Linked DNA regions of Capsicum annuum: region 2 is linked to region 1. Evidence: chromatin contacts called from public Hi-C data. All regions are on one chromosome and are shown on one strand. The core of a region is the stretch at or near the end of the contact, and the rest is flanking DNA. Distances in the headings are between cores, read along the strand shown.

Evidence for each region. Hi-C and Micro-C count contacts between places; a contact is called where the count stands out from the background.
Region 2: a contact with region 1 is called in a Hi-C map of bud, with 2.7 times the contacts expected there. The contact joins the promoter of LOC107847456 here to the promoter of LOC124888490 in region 1. A contact is called at or near these places in 3 of 5 Hi-C or Micro-C datasets (bud, leaf and placenta).

The regions. Positions count from the first base shown.
Region 1 is chr11:113,640,854-113,647,920 of UCD10Xv1.1, forward strand. It overlaps LOC124888490, which reads right to left and starts at 3,001. Exons shown (of 4, transcript XM_047398910.1): 1 at 2,840-3,001. The coding sequence starts at 2,880.
Region 2 is chr11:113,951,927-113,958,993 of UCD10Xv1.1, forward strand. It overlaps LOC107847456 (protein ESSENTIAL FOR POTEXVIRUS ACCUMULATION 1), which reads left to right and starts at 3,426. Exons shown (of 12, transcript XM_047398911.1): 1 at 3,426-3,746; 2 at 4,273-4,320; 3 at 4,431-4,504; 4 at 6,998-7,067. The coding sequence starts at 3,671.

The sequences.
Region 1 (7,067 bases), core at 1,751-4,250:
TTATTATTCTATCTTGTTAAATGGTTAAGTTGTTGGATTCTTTCACTCTACTAGTGGGTGAAACAAGGAGACCAATTGTCTCCTGCACTCTATATTCTCTCTACTGAAGTGATGACAAAAGCTTTTAATTACTTATTTAATAACATCTCTTATGTGGGGAATAGTATGCCTAAGTGGAGTTCTAATTTAAATCACCTTGCTTATGTAGATGACACCATTATATTTAATTCTTCTAATGAGTATTCTATGGATAAGATAATAAAGATTTTGTAGGAATATCTGATTGAATTTGGCTAAAAGGTAAATAGGGGAAAAAGCTTTTTTTATATGCATCAAAATGCTCCCTCTAATATGGTGAATCAGAGAGATCAAATTACAGGAATGAATAGAGGATCCTTCCCATTGACATATATAGGATGTCCTTCAACTCATTCCAAGAAGAAAAAAAAGAATTATGTTGAATTGATAGACAAGATTAGAGGTAGGCTTCAAACTTACAAGGGCAGATTATTATATTATGAAGGAAAAGAAGTTCTTATTAAAAATATGCTTCAAAGTGTCCCACTATATGTGTTATCAGTAGTAGCTCCTCCAAAGAGTGTCATAAAATAAGTACAAAGAATTTTTGCTAAATTTTTTTGGCAAAACAATGATATAGGTAGAAGAAAGCACTGGGTTACTTGGAGTAAACTTTGTCTCCCTAAACAAAAATGTGGTTTAGGATTTAGATCAATAGAGGAAGTAGCTCAGGCTATGATGCCAAGCTTTGGTGAAGGTTTAGGACTCAAAGCAACTTGTGGAATAAGTATTGCAAAAAGTAGTTACCTGCTTTTATCCAATGGAGAGGTCGATCTCAGGTGTGGAAATCTATGTTGAGTAATAAAGACAAAATAGAACAATGCATATGGTGGGAGCCTAAAGGTGGGACATCCAGTACTTGGTTTGACAACTGAATTAATACTGGTCCATTGTTTATGCAACAATCTGAGGTGTAAACATGCCATCCTTTGACTGATATTTCAGAATTTCTAAGTATTGAGGGTTAGAACTATGAGATTATGCAAAATACAGTCCCCATACATGTAGTTAGCCATATCATAGATAATATGGACTCTGTATACTTTGAAGACAGTATGGATAAAGCTTGGTGGACCATGAATAGTACTGGAAAAATCACTACAAAAAGTGCTTGGGAACTTCTAAGGCAATGAGTTGATGTTAATGAAGATTTAAAGGTAATCTGGCATAAAGGATTGCCTTTTAAATTTTTATTCTAAATCTGGAGGATATGGAAAGGTAGGATTCCAGTAACTTCCTTGATGAATAAATGGAATCCTGAGATTAATGAGTAGTGTGTTTGATGTACTAATCCAGAAAGATAAACTATTAACCATCTCTTCCTTAAGGGGCAAATTATTGAAAAGGTGTGGAATTATTACTGTAGAGCAGCTGGCTTAGTTGAACAAAGAATAAATGTGAAATAATGTGTAAGGATATGGAGATTACAAGAAGGTAATTATAGATTGGGGACTATTTTTACTATAGTTCCTATAATTATTCTTTGGTTTCTATGGAAAATAAGAAACACTGTTCTAAATGGGGGTACTTATCATGAAAGAAAGATCATTTAGGAAGTAGATGATATTGTTGCCAAGTTTATTAAGCTTAGGTTTAAAATGGCGGTGGCAGGTAGAAAGCGATCTAATATAGTGGATGAACTTCATAGGTACAGTAACTCCTATACTTTTATGCTGGTGAAATGGATTCCTTTGGAAAGTGGATGGTTAAAGGGTAATACTGATGGTGCTTCCAAAGGAAATCCTGGCCCTAGTTCTATTGCATTTTGAATTGGAGATCAGTTTAGGGATTTAATAGTAGCTAAAGGATCTAGAATTAAAGACACTACCAACTTGGTAGCAGAATCTACAACTATCAGGGAATGTCTTCATTTCTGTAGAGTTAACTCTATACAGCAAATAAGTCTGGAAACTGTTTCTAGGGCTATGTTTTATATACTTAATCAACATTGGTAGGCTCCATGGAGTGTGGAAATAGTGGTCGGCTCCATTAAAGCGATGATGGAAAATATATCAGTTGGAGTGGTACAATACCTTCGGGAAGGTAACACTCTAGCAGATTTTTTCACTAACTTAGTTTTTGTTTTTTCAAGTGATTTTCAGTATAATAATTTAGAACATATGCAAACAGAAGGGAAAACAATCTTAATGCTTGACAAATTAGGGACTCTTAATATTAGAAGAAGTGCACAAGACTCTTGAAACAACACAATCAACAGTTCATACAAAGGCGTAAATTAGGAAACATCAGTTAAGAACTAAAGGATCTAAAGGCGTAAAGTAGTATGCTCAAAATGTATTCAACTGGAAAAGATAGAGGAACAAAAGAAACCTGGAGTTTGGACCTTGATACTATAAATGGATGGAGCAACTCCACTTTTTGAACTTATAGAAAAGCAGTGAAGAGTAATAGGGTTACCACAGTTGAAAAAAAGTGTAAATAGGTGATAAACTAATTGAATTGGGGATTTTTGAGTAGATGAAGATAATTGGGGTTGGAAGTGAGTTCCTTTTGAGTAGGATGCCTGCAACCAGTGAGAATTTTGGTTGCGACGGGATGAATACTCAAACAAACAGCTGCACCATCTCTGTAATAAATCCTTGTAGATGATTAGCAATGTTCCTTTTTACACTAACAAAGTATTCAAATCTTTATCTACCAGACTCTATTTTCTAGTAGAGATGGTGGTATTACTTTCTTAAAAAGCTCAATCGATCGAGCTAGAAAAGAGAAAAGGAAATATTAAGATTTGAAACTTAGCTTGAGTGGTGGAGAAACAGAGAATGATAACAGGAACACCATAAAAGCGCCATGGAGATCATATCGACGGCGAGCAGTTCTGAAGATTACATAAAAAGCTGGAGAAGATGAAAAGGCCACAAGAGAAGGGACCTCACTCTCCAAAATAACCCACTGATTTGAACTTTTGGATATTTGTTTGGTTTTTGGTCTTTTTCGTATTCGGGTGGGGTTACTATTGGGCCTGACCCAGTCATTTGTAGTGAACTTTTGTTTTTATGAAATAGGCTGCAACCCGATTTAATTTTAAAAAAGGGGTCAATTTGCCTAAAGAACTTATAGTCTATTTAATTAAAAGGTAGACTTTAAAGGGTTATTTAACAAAGAGTCCCAAACAAGGGATACCATATTTTGGTTCAATGTTGTAAAGTTTCACTGTGGGAGTCATTATAGCCTGCGATTAGGTCCACCGTGTATATTGAACCTTAGGGAGTTTGAACATGATTTATTATTTGAAATCTCTAAAATAGTTTGAAATTTTGTTTGAATACACACTTGAATTTCTTAAGTTGTATGTTGTTTTTCCTAAAATTGGTACTGCTGAATTATGTATGAGGTCAAAAGCACACATGTAAATTAAACTCTAATTTTATATCTATTTACCAGCGGATTCATTATTTGATTTAATTAAACAAGGATAGGAATATTATTGGAAATTATTAGCAATAGAAAGCAAATAAACAAGCATAAATTTAAGGAATGAGACCTCGATGCCATTCCCCGAGAGTTAAGACCATTCTTCCGAGGGCAATAATAAACGAAGAAACTATTTCTAAATGGACAAGTAAAAGTAGTATATTGTATTAATTATGAATATGAATTAATATGTGCATGTTACAAGTGGTACGATAAACTATTTATAAGCTTTCACATCGCAAATTATCCCCTAAATGTAATTGGCAGTCACTAATATCACCTGCCAGGAGAAACAATCTTCCATACACTCATAATTTCTATAAGCACTAAGATAAAACGTGTGCAACTCCAAAATAGTCATAAAACGAAAGTAATTATCCAACCACATATCATGTATTGATTTATGAAAACAAACAATAGCTTAAATAATAAACTCTAGCCCAAATCTCACACTAAGAGTACGGAGCATCTAAATAGAGTTACACGAGTTCAACTTTTGGGCATGCAAACCCAATGAAAAGAAATATAATCTAAAATTAGCTAGAGTTGAAATGACAGTCTCCACGAGTAATGCAAAGTCTCATCTCAGCAACAAAATCCTCACAAACGAACTATCAACCACTAGTTTCATTTTTTGCAACAGTATATGTAGACATGCGTGTAAGGAGTGTGCTAAATATAATCCAGTAAGTTCTCAACCCGCTACTTTAATACTTCTAGAACAAGTGTTAGAAAAATATAAAGCACAAAAAATATAATAATGACATGTACAAAATATATATTACAATATAAAGCTCAATAAGATCCAAAATGAGGTTCAAAAAGCTACTTTGTATTTTAACTCAATCAACTCTCACGACTTGTCATAAACGACAGTGAAGGTGGTCAATCTAGCACCTCGAAAAGTCCATGACAACATATATAATGCCCCAAACGTATATTATGACAACATGTACTAAGCCTCTAACATATTATGGAAGCATAAGTATGCCCCTAACATATTACAACAGCTATGTATGCCCCTAATCATTATATCTGGATGGCAAAGAAAAGATATCCAATGACCCAACATTACCTCACATATGACCATGAAATAATTTTCAATATACTTCACAAAATATATATCCACGGCTAGTCAAAAACCGTCGATTATGCCAAGCACACGATGTCCCAACATATGGACTAGGTAGAAAAATACATGTTTTATAAAGCAGGTTTGAAAAGCTAGTACCAAAGCTTAAAGTCTCACTTACCTTGCTAACAAGAAATTCCCCCAACGTTGAAAATTTGTAGAACACCAATCAAACAGCCCCCGATGGTTTCAATCTATCAAAAGTACAATTAATAATATCAATTATGCTAGTCGTAGGGGGGGAGGTCAAGAATCAATATTCTAACTTTTAGGCTTAGAGCTAAGCCTTAGTATCTCATCACCTAAAAGCCATGAATTAATAGTAATATTATTCTAGTATCACTATCCAAAAATTATACAATTGAAAAGAACAGTTCTGGAACATGGGTTGAGATGGTCGAAACCAAGCCCACTATTCCAAAAGTTTAAAGTTGTTGATTCTTATGCCAATGAAATTATTATAATCATATAGTTCTACACCAAATTTTAATTATTATAGCATACGCTCTGTTCATAATTTTTTAGTCACTAAGTAATCATTGCGCTCTTATTAAAAGTGATAAGAAAATTACAACTGCAACAAAAGAATGAATGGTTCTTTTACGTAGGTAATTTCAAAACCTTGTGAACTACAGATATGCAAACCATTATTAACAACATATGATACTAAATACCTGAAGCTTTTGCTCGATAAAGATATGGCCATTTATTAACTTCCCAAATCCTCATCTATTAATCATTTCTTTCTCCCAAAAATAATGGTACTAATTTCGCTAATATTTTTACTCTTTCAGTTATGCAGTAACATAAATCAGAGTAAGATAATGGACTTGGCCCACTTTTTTTAACTCTTTTAATACCATAATCATTATATATTGGTAAATTACCAATGTGTATTGGGTTATTACGGTTTTCTCTACTTAAAATGGTGTTTATCCTCGAGCTTGACAAGAATCATATATGTAATATCAAATAATTGAGGATATCTAACTCATATGGATATATGAAACAAATTATGAACTATGGATAACCTAGGTAGCATCAGCAAATAATCTGAAAACATATAAAAAAATTCTCGAACAATTGAAACACTGCCAATAGCAACATTCTCTGCTCGTGTATCATGAACAATAGCAATTAAACCCAAAAACCCATGTTTAATTATTCAGTGTACCTTTACATAAGATATTATCTTCCCTTGAGTCATAAAAATAATTTCTTTCCACGCCAAAGGTGTTTTTTTTTTAAATCAAAATGTATAAGCTTAGTACAACAATCAGCCAAAGCATAACACGATGCCAACCAATCCATACCCATAATCATATCAAAGTTAGACATTGGCAACACAAGTAGATTATCTATGGTGTCCTTTCCCTGAATAAATATCACATAATCTGCCTAAACTCTATCTACTGATAAGGTCTCCCTTACTAGGGTCATAACTATATATGGCATAATAAGAGTTTTAACCCTTCTCTCTAAGAATAAAGCAAATGATAGAGATACATATGAATACATAAAATCAAGATCAATAAGATAATATGCCTTATGAGAATCAACAGTACAATACCTGTATCTATGACATTGATTCCTCTATGTCTAGTCTAGCCATATCGAAGAATCTCGTGGTCTACTCGTTGTCTGAGCAACTTGAGCATCATGTCGATCCTGTCCACAAGCACCCTGTGGAGTGGTCCTCGCTGGATGAGCATGAGTACTGTACTATTTCTCTGCACGTGCATATTAGCTTGACTGGAACTAGAATCTCCATTAGAACAAAACTTTGGAATATGCCCTCTTTCACCATAAGTATAACAAGTATCACTAACTTCAAAGCATCAACTACTATGATTCCTACCATAATTAGAACATTTTAGATGTCCAAATTAAAAAGAATAACTATATTTTCTCTACATCTGCTGCTGACCCTGTCTAGTTGGACAACTATTTCTTGAAGATTGTCCCATTGACTCTGACTACATAGTCCTGGACTGACCATGGTGAAAATCACTCTTACTCCCAGATAGAACACCACTAAAACCACATAGTTACGTGCCTTTTTTATTTTCTCAATCAACCCTTCTATCTCAAAATAAGATTCAACATGGAAAGCAGTGTCAACCACATCACCATAGGATCCATTATACACATCCCATATCACAGGACCACTGTAACAAGACTCAAGTTCATCCACAAATTGCCTCACCTTTTCCCTTGGGTCTGCAACTAAAAATGAAACATATCTAGATAATTTAATAAACTTAGCTCGGTAATCGATAATTGTCATAGATCCCTACCATAGGTCACTAAACTAATATCTCATATCATCCTATTTGCTTAACAAAATAAATATATCTTTAAACATTCCAAAAAACTCTGCGTAAGTGATTGGGGTAGTGCTACTTGTTTGTCTCTCAGAATA
Region 2 (7,067 bases), core at 2,176-4,675, 310 kb after region 1:
AGTCCACAGTTTATAGTTCAGGTCCAGATCCTTGCATGACCTTGTATTCAATCATTCAGTTTATTGTGCAACATATGTTCATTACTTAATCTTACATTATTTTATTATATTATAGGTACCATGTTCAGTTTATATCAATTATTTTCCTATCTCGCATACTCAGTATGTTCAAATCACCGATCACATACTTTTCTGGTGCTATATTAACTTATAATATAGATTTTGATGCTTAACAATTGAATTGCACCTTGTACTATCTCTTACCATATCAAAAATAGCAATTTTAATGAGTCCTCATCATACGAGGACCAGAGACAACATTTCATTTCATTTTATTTTGTCTTTTTTGTTCCCAGTTTCAAAAGTTGGAGTTAGATGGGGCTTGTCCCAACAACTCATCTTAGTAGAGGCTTTTCAAACTTATAGTTAGATGCTCAGCTTTTGATCTCAGACTGGATTATTGTTGATTGGATTTCTTAGAATATTTATTTCATTATCCAGTTCAGCTTTCACATAAGTATTTTTATATTAGTTATCATCGATAATCTTAGTGTTTTGCCAGATCATGGGTTAGATAGGGGTCACTCCTAATTCTAAGCATTGTGTTAAGACTAGAAGATAGTCTCGGATCGTAACAAGGACCTGTGTGGGCAGGTGCAGGCGCCAATGCCCTGTGGCAGTACAACTGGAGCTTCTAAAATTTGTCCTTTTGTGGCCCTTTTTGCACTCTCCTTCTCTCTTGGAATATTACTTTCTTTTTAGATATTCCTTTGTACCAATACCCAAGCACTTCTTCTTTCTTCCTTTTTTGGTTCAAATACCTTTTTTTAAATAGTCTTCTTCAACAAGATACGAATTTAGGGAAGAACACCAAGAACAAGATAATCTTCACGATATAACTTTCTCATTTAAACTCAAATTCACCCCAAATTTGAGATCTAAGCTCCGTTTGGTATGGATAACAAACCCCAATGATTATCAACCCTCAATTTCACTCCAAAATTTTCAAATTTAAAGATCCATTTTAGATTTTCTTCAAGCGTGGACTGAACAATGGTAAAACCTTTAAATCAACTCTGATTAAGCTCAAATTTGAGATTTGGATTCAAATAGTACTAGAGAACAAGACTCTAGCATAAAAACTCAAGAAAACACCAGAATCAAAACTTAAAATTTAAAAAATGATCCAAAATATGAAAACCTAATCTTTTTGTGATTTTTGATTTTTCTTCAATAATAAATTAAAGATTGAATTCGTGAAAACAAATCCAAACCGCGCTCTGATACCAAATGATATAAGAAAAGATATAAAAACAAATACAAAGTACGAAAATCAAATGATGATAAATAAAAGATAATAATTGAGAAATAGATAGATAAATAGATAACACAAGATGATAAAGAACAGATAACCCAAAGATATATTAAATTCAAGGACCTTTCTTTCAATTACCACAAATACCTATCTCCTGCGAAGACCGAGATAGGAATTGAACTCCCTCACAATCAATGTTTCTAAACAATCACAAGTTCCCAACAATCTTAGAAAATACTCTCAAGTGTAAGTTCATCCAAAATCATCAAAGTCTAAGAAAAAAGAAACATAACTATTTATAATAATGGACTATTTATTACAAAATGGGTCCAAAAGTGATCCTAAATGCCAAATGAGCCCACAAGTGACCCAAAGAGCCAAATACTCAAGGAAAAAGACTACTCCTTCGCCCATCCTCATTATGATAGATCACAACACCCTTCTTTATCTCTAAAAGGTTTCGCCAATTATCTTCAGTTAGAATCTTTAGAGTAATTCGACTTGTATCACTGCATGTAAGCAAGCAAAACATAATTGTACAAGACAACTTTGATTCTACTCGAATTCTTTTATGATACAAAATACATTTTTAATATTATATAAATAATTAAATAATAATTTGAGAAAAAATTAGTAAATGACAAATTTCTCTAAAATAGAGTCTTTTAATGAATGATGAGAAGTTCAAACAACATTTCTAAGGTCCTTCACACTTTTAAAACTTGTTTGACCATAAATATATTCACTTTATTTCAAACTATTTATTCAATTTATTTTGAAATCCTTGTTTAGCCATAAAAATACCAAATACAACTTGAAGTTATATTTGAAATTTTGAAAAAAACCTCAAGGTGGTTTCACTTTTTAATTTTTAAAAAAATTCTTAAGTTTTTATTTTCATAAAATAGCCCCACTTAAATTGTATTTCACATTCAAATCATATTTTATGTTTTTTTTTTAAAAAAATATATTTGAATTCTAAATATTAACTCCAAATATAATGACCAAACACAACTCTAGTTTCAACCTTGAAAAATTCATATAAAGTGAATATATATTTGATTTTCATGAACAAATACCTACTTAATATGATATAGCTATATATTATAGCTAGAGTTATAAATATATCAGAAAAGGTACGAATATACCCCTGAACTATGGTAAATGGTACGTATATACCCCTCGTTATACTTTGAGTACGTTTATACCCTTGCCGTTAATAATTTGATGCGAATATACCCCTGGCCCTAATGGCTTGCCACGTATCAAAATCCTAATGGTTGAACTTTTTTTAAAAAAATTTATTAGCCTAAATAATTAAATTATCCTAAATTAAATTCGATACCTATCTCGGTCTATGAAATTTTCAGGAGAATCCACAATAACTCACGCGTCTTTCTCACTCTCTCTTTCCCTGAAAAAAAAATTTCATTCCTCCAGGTGTGACTACAAATTCATGCATGTTTCTTTATCTATCAAGTAAATTGAGACAGAGAGAGTAATATTCTCCAGCCTTTAACATGGTGACTGCTGAAATTCGATACATACATAATGAGATGTAAGTCAGTTATCAATGTAAGAAAAAGGTTATCAATATAGGAGTGTGAATTCTTGTTTTATTTATGTGAAAAGGTTGAAACTTCACCTGAATTATTGAGCTGTAATGGAGGAAGAAAGAAAGATTCCAACTTCCAGTTTTGTGGTGGAGACGAGAGAGTTTTGTGGGGTTCTCTTGATTGTTTCATGGGATCAGATCGGGTCTGGGTTGGGTGTGGGAATTGATTTAGGATAATTTAATTATTTAGGCTAATAATTTTTTTTCCAAAAAGTTCAACCGTTAGGATTTTGACACATGGTCCACCGTAGGGCCAGGGTTATATACGCACCAAATTATTAACGACAAGGGTATAAACATACCCAAAGTATAATGAGGGGCATGTATGTACCATTACTATAATTTAGGGGTATATTCGTACCTTTCTCGCAAATATATTGATAGATTATGAAAGTTAGGGACCAAAATGCTCCACTTTAGCAAATATATAAGAAATTAATTAAAAATAGTGAAGATTATATTTGAAGGACCAAAATAGAGTCAGTCCAGTAAATGAAAGGATAATTTTGGCAAAGAACTCCTTTTGGTTTTTATTCATTTGGCTCTGGTGACCACCCAAACCCTCAGCCTTTTCTTCTCCGTCACCTCTCTCTCTCTCTCTCATCAATAGCTCTCCGAACCCTAAAAAAGTACTTGTCAAATCCAAATTCACTGTTCACTTGTCTCACTTAACTCTTCAATTTCACTCTCGCGGCCTCGTCGATTCATTTATCTGCATCGATTCTCTTTCTGACAAGGCCATGGCAGAAGGAAATCTTGACCTTCCTGACGATCTCCTTTCCTCTAAGACTTCCGATCACTCCTTGACCCCCAAAGGTGCTCATATATTTTATTTGATTTTGATTTGTCTTAAATTTTAATGGATGATTAACTAATGCTTAGTTTAGGGTTCATTAATCTTATATTTGAATCTTCAATTTTGAATTCTAGGGCTTCAGATCAGGCGCTATGTTTTTTGTTTATTTGCTTTCCTTTCAGTCTGTCAGAGAAGATAATTGATGCCAAATTCTTCGCTTCGTTTTTGTTCTATTGCCAACTCAAAATACTTGAAAATCCCGCATTCAGCAGACAGTGTATCAGTGAGTCTTTTGGTCAATGTTAATTTGACGAATTGACGCTTCTAGATGAATATTCTAAAATTAATTGTTTTATTTAACTGTTGAAAGTCGTTGGTTTTCTCACTAAAATGTCATCTTCTTCTAGTGTTTGGATCTACGTATATTCAACCCAGTTCCTGCCACTGGATTTCCTCTATCCATCTTCAAGTCATTTAATTCTGGAATAAGATTTTGGTCCCATTTTGTCATTGTCATGTTTTACAGTTGCTTAGAAACATCTACAGGTTATGACGACAACAAGACTTTCATGGGACAGCTTGATATTTCCAAAGGTAGATTTTGTTTTCATTTTTGATTTTAATTGCATGAGGGCTGTGGATTTTCTTCTGATGCTTTTTGCCTTCTCTTGTAACTCTTCTAACCTGGGTTGGCATTGCTTTAGATCAAGCAATGGTGGACAGCAGCATTCCTTTATCTCCGCAGTGGCTTTACGCTAAACCAAGCGACATAAAGATGGTGAGTGTTATGAAAAGCTTACTCTTCAGAGTAACTGTACCCCATTTTGGCTCTTTAATGGATAATTCCTTGAGGCAAACTATCCTGGAGGACACAGATTAGGTAGAATTCAAAACTTGAAATAGTTATTTTTGGACCCTAAGATCCACTTTTGTGGCACTATCTAATACAATGAGTTTTATACTCATTCAGTTCTTAATATTTGGAATATGTGAGAGATGGTTTGCAGTTTCAGAGAAGTCACAGATTCTCGTCAGATCATTTGAGATGTGGACTTAACATAAATGTTGCCAGTGGAGCCATTCTACGAAGGGAGAAATTAGCACTGCTTGGTGAAATAGGTTCGTTTAGAATCAATTTCAAACCATTCTGCTAGAGGTTGTAACAAATCAAACGATCCTAAAACTCTACCTAACTAGAACATGGATGGGGTTATCTCGCCAAACTGGATAAAGCTACTATTTTTTGATCTAGAAATTGGATTCATCTCCTCTTTTTATTCCCTCTCTCATTCAAACGAATTTGAATATGTAATACATATTCGGAAGGTAAGATTGATTAATGTTGAAAGACTTAAAAGTCGAATCAAAATCTAGGGGGGTTGAAATAGACAAGATTCAGCTGAGATCCAAAGAAATAGAATCCGATACTTTCTCATTTCCTTGTCTTTTCTTTCATATTCTACTTCTTCATTCCAGATTTCTCCATTCTTTCCAATATGCCTTTGTCGAACCCGTTTAAGTAATGTGTGCAGTACAAAGTTCATGATGTAGAACTCATTTGGTTCATCCTATTGGTGTGACCCATCTGAAAGAATTATCTTCGAGATAAGTGTGAGGATTTCAATTGAATCCTTAATTTCCATATCCCCTCCTGGTGTTGCAACATCATCTCAAACTCAATAGATCATAAAATGTCATTGTAAATTTTAAAAAATGTTCATTTGTACATGATTAGACCTTTTACTTGCTTTCTCTATGATATGATGAATTACATTTATTAAACAAAACTAAAAATGAAATAGTTTGTCCCATCTGGAAATTCTCCTTTCTAAGTATACAGGGAACCCTTGAGAATTAAGTGTTTTGTTGTTGAATTAGACGGTTTTTGTGAGATCTTTTCGGTGTTGACATCAAACCATATAGACAACCAAGATATTGACCCTGATCTTGTAGTACCGAGGGTGTTGACTAAGTGTGTTCGGCCCATTTAAATAGGCATTTGGACATGTGATTTCATCTACTGATTTGGAATTATGAGATGAAATCAGCGTTTGGACATGCGTATCATGAAATGAAATCCCAAATCTCCAAAATGCTTGATTTGGAAATTTCATATCATGATTTGGAATTTTTCAAATACAAAAATTGACCCACAAGTTTATATTTTGTAAATAAAATCCACAATTTTATATCAACCAACCATTTATTTCATATGAACAAAATTTAAAGTTGATATTATTACTCTTACCAATCTTTAAACCATTTGTATTGGATTTAATCTTGACTCTCACCAACCTTTAACCATCCACATTTATTATTACTTTAACGTGAGGAGATTTTCGTACTGTGTGGGAGGATTATATTAAAGAGTAGTATACTGCTACTCATGTTCAATTTTACTTTTTTATTGAACTAAAGTTCGATCAATGAATGCTGTATTATTTTTAGAATAGCTTCATGATAGTGTATTATACTTTTGTTATGCACTTTTGCTTATTTTGCAAGATTGTATAAAGAATTGGGGCAATTTTGACAGTTTTTACAACTTATGGGGTTTTTATGATTAAGAGAAAACATACGACTTTAAAGGTCCAAATAAATTGCATGTCCAAACAAAGCATCAACTTCATCTCAAAAGATTTCATATCACAATTTCAAATCATGGTTTCATCCCACATGGACAAACGGGCCCTTAAGACAGAAAATTTCACCTCTCCGATGGATCACTAAGCAATTGGTGTAGAAGAGTAACAATGGTTTTTGTTCGTTATTTCTATGATTTTTATGGTATTTACCATCCGTGACCACATAGGAAATACTTCTTTCATGAGTGTCCATTTCTTGTGGATTCATAACTGTTTGTCTTAAAACTGAGATTTAGAAAGTCACCGTCAGTTCAAGCTCTTCTTGTTGATCTAAACAAAAAAAGCTAGCTTGAAACAACCCCAAAAGAAAAAACTTTTACCTTTAAACTTTGCCAAAGTTTCTATCACCTTGAAGCATTATTCTTCCTAGACTTTCGAATATGAAATTCTGGAAGTGACTACTACTGTTACCTACTGTACTGTTAAACAGAACTGGAGAAAATTTCCCTTCATTTGCAACCTTCATACGGGATTTATTCACCTGTGATCTTTTTAAGATTTGAATTTTCATTCTTCTCTCCATAAATCTAAGTGCCAGATGTTCAGATGTTACACTTACTCATATTTCTTTTATACTGCTTGAAGTTTCTACTAAAATGTTTTCTCCCGTGTTTTATTCATCATAGGAAACGCGTCCACCAAGCTCTCTGTCCCTTGGAAGTTCTGTTGATTCAAGTCAGAAGGAGGCTTGGCGTG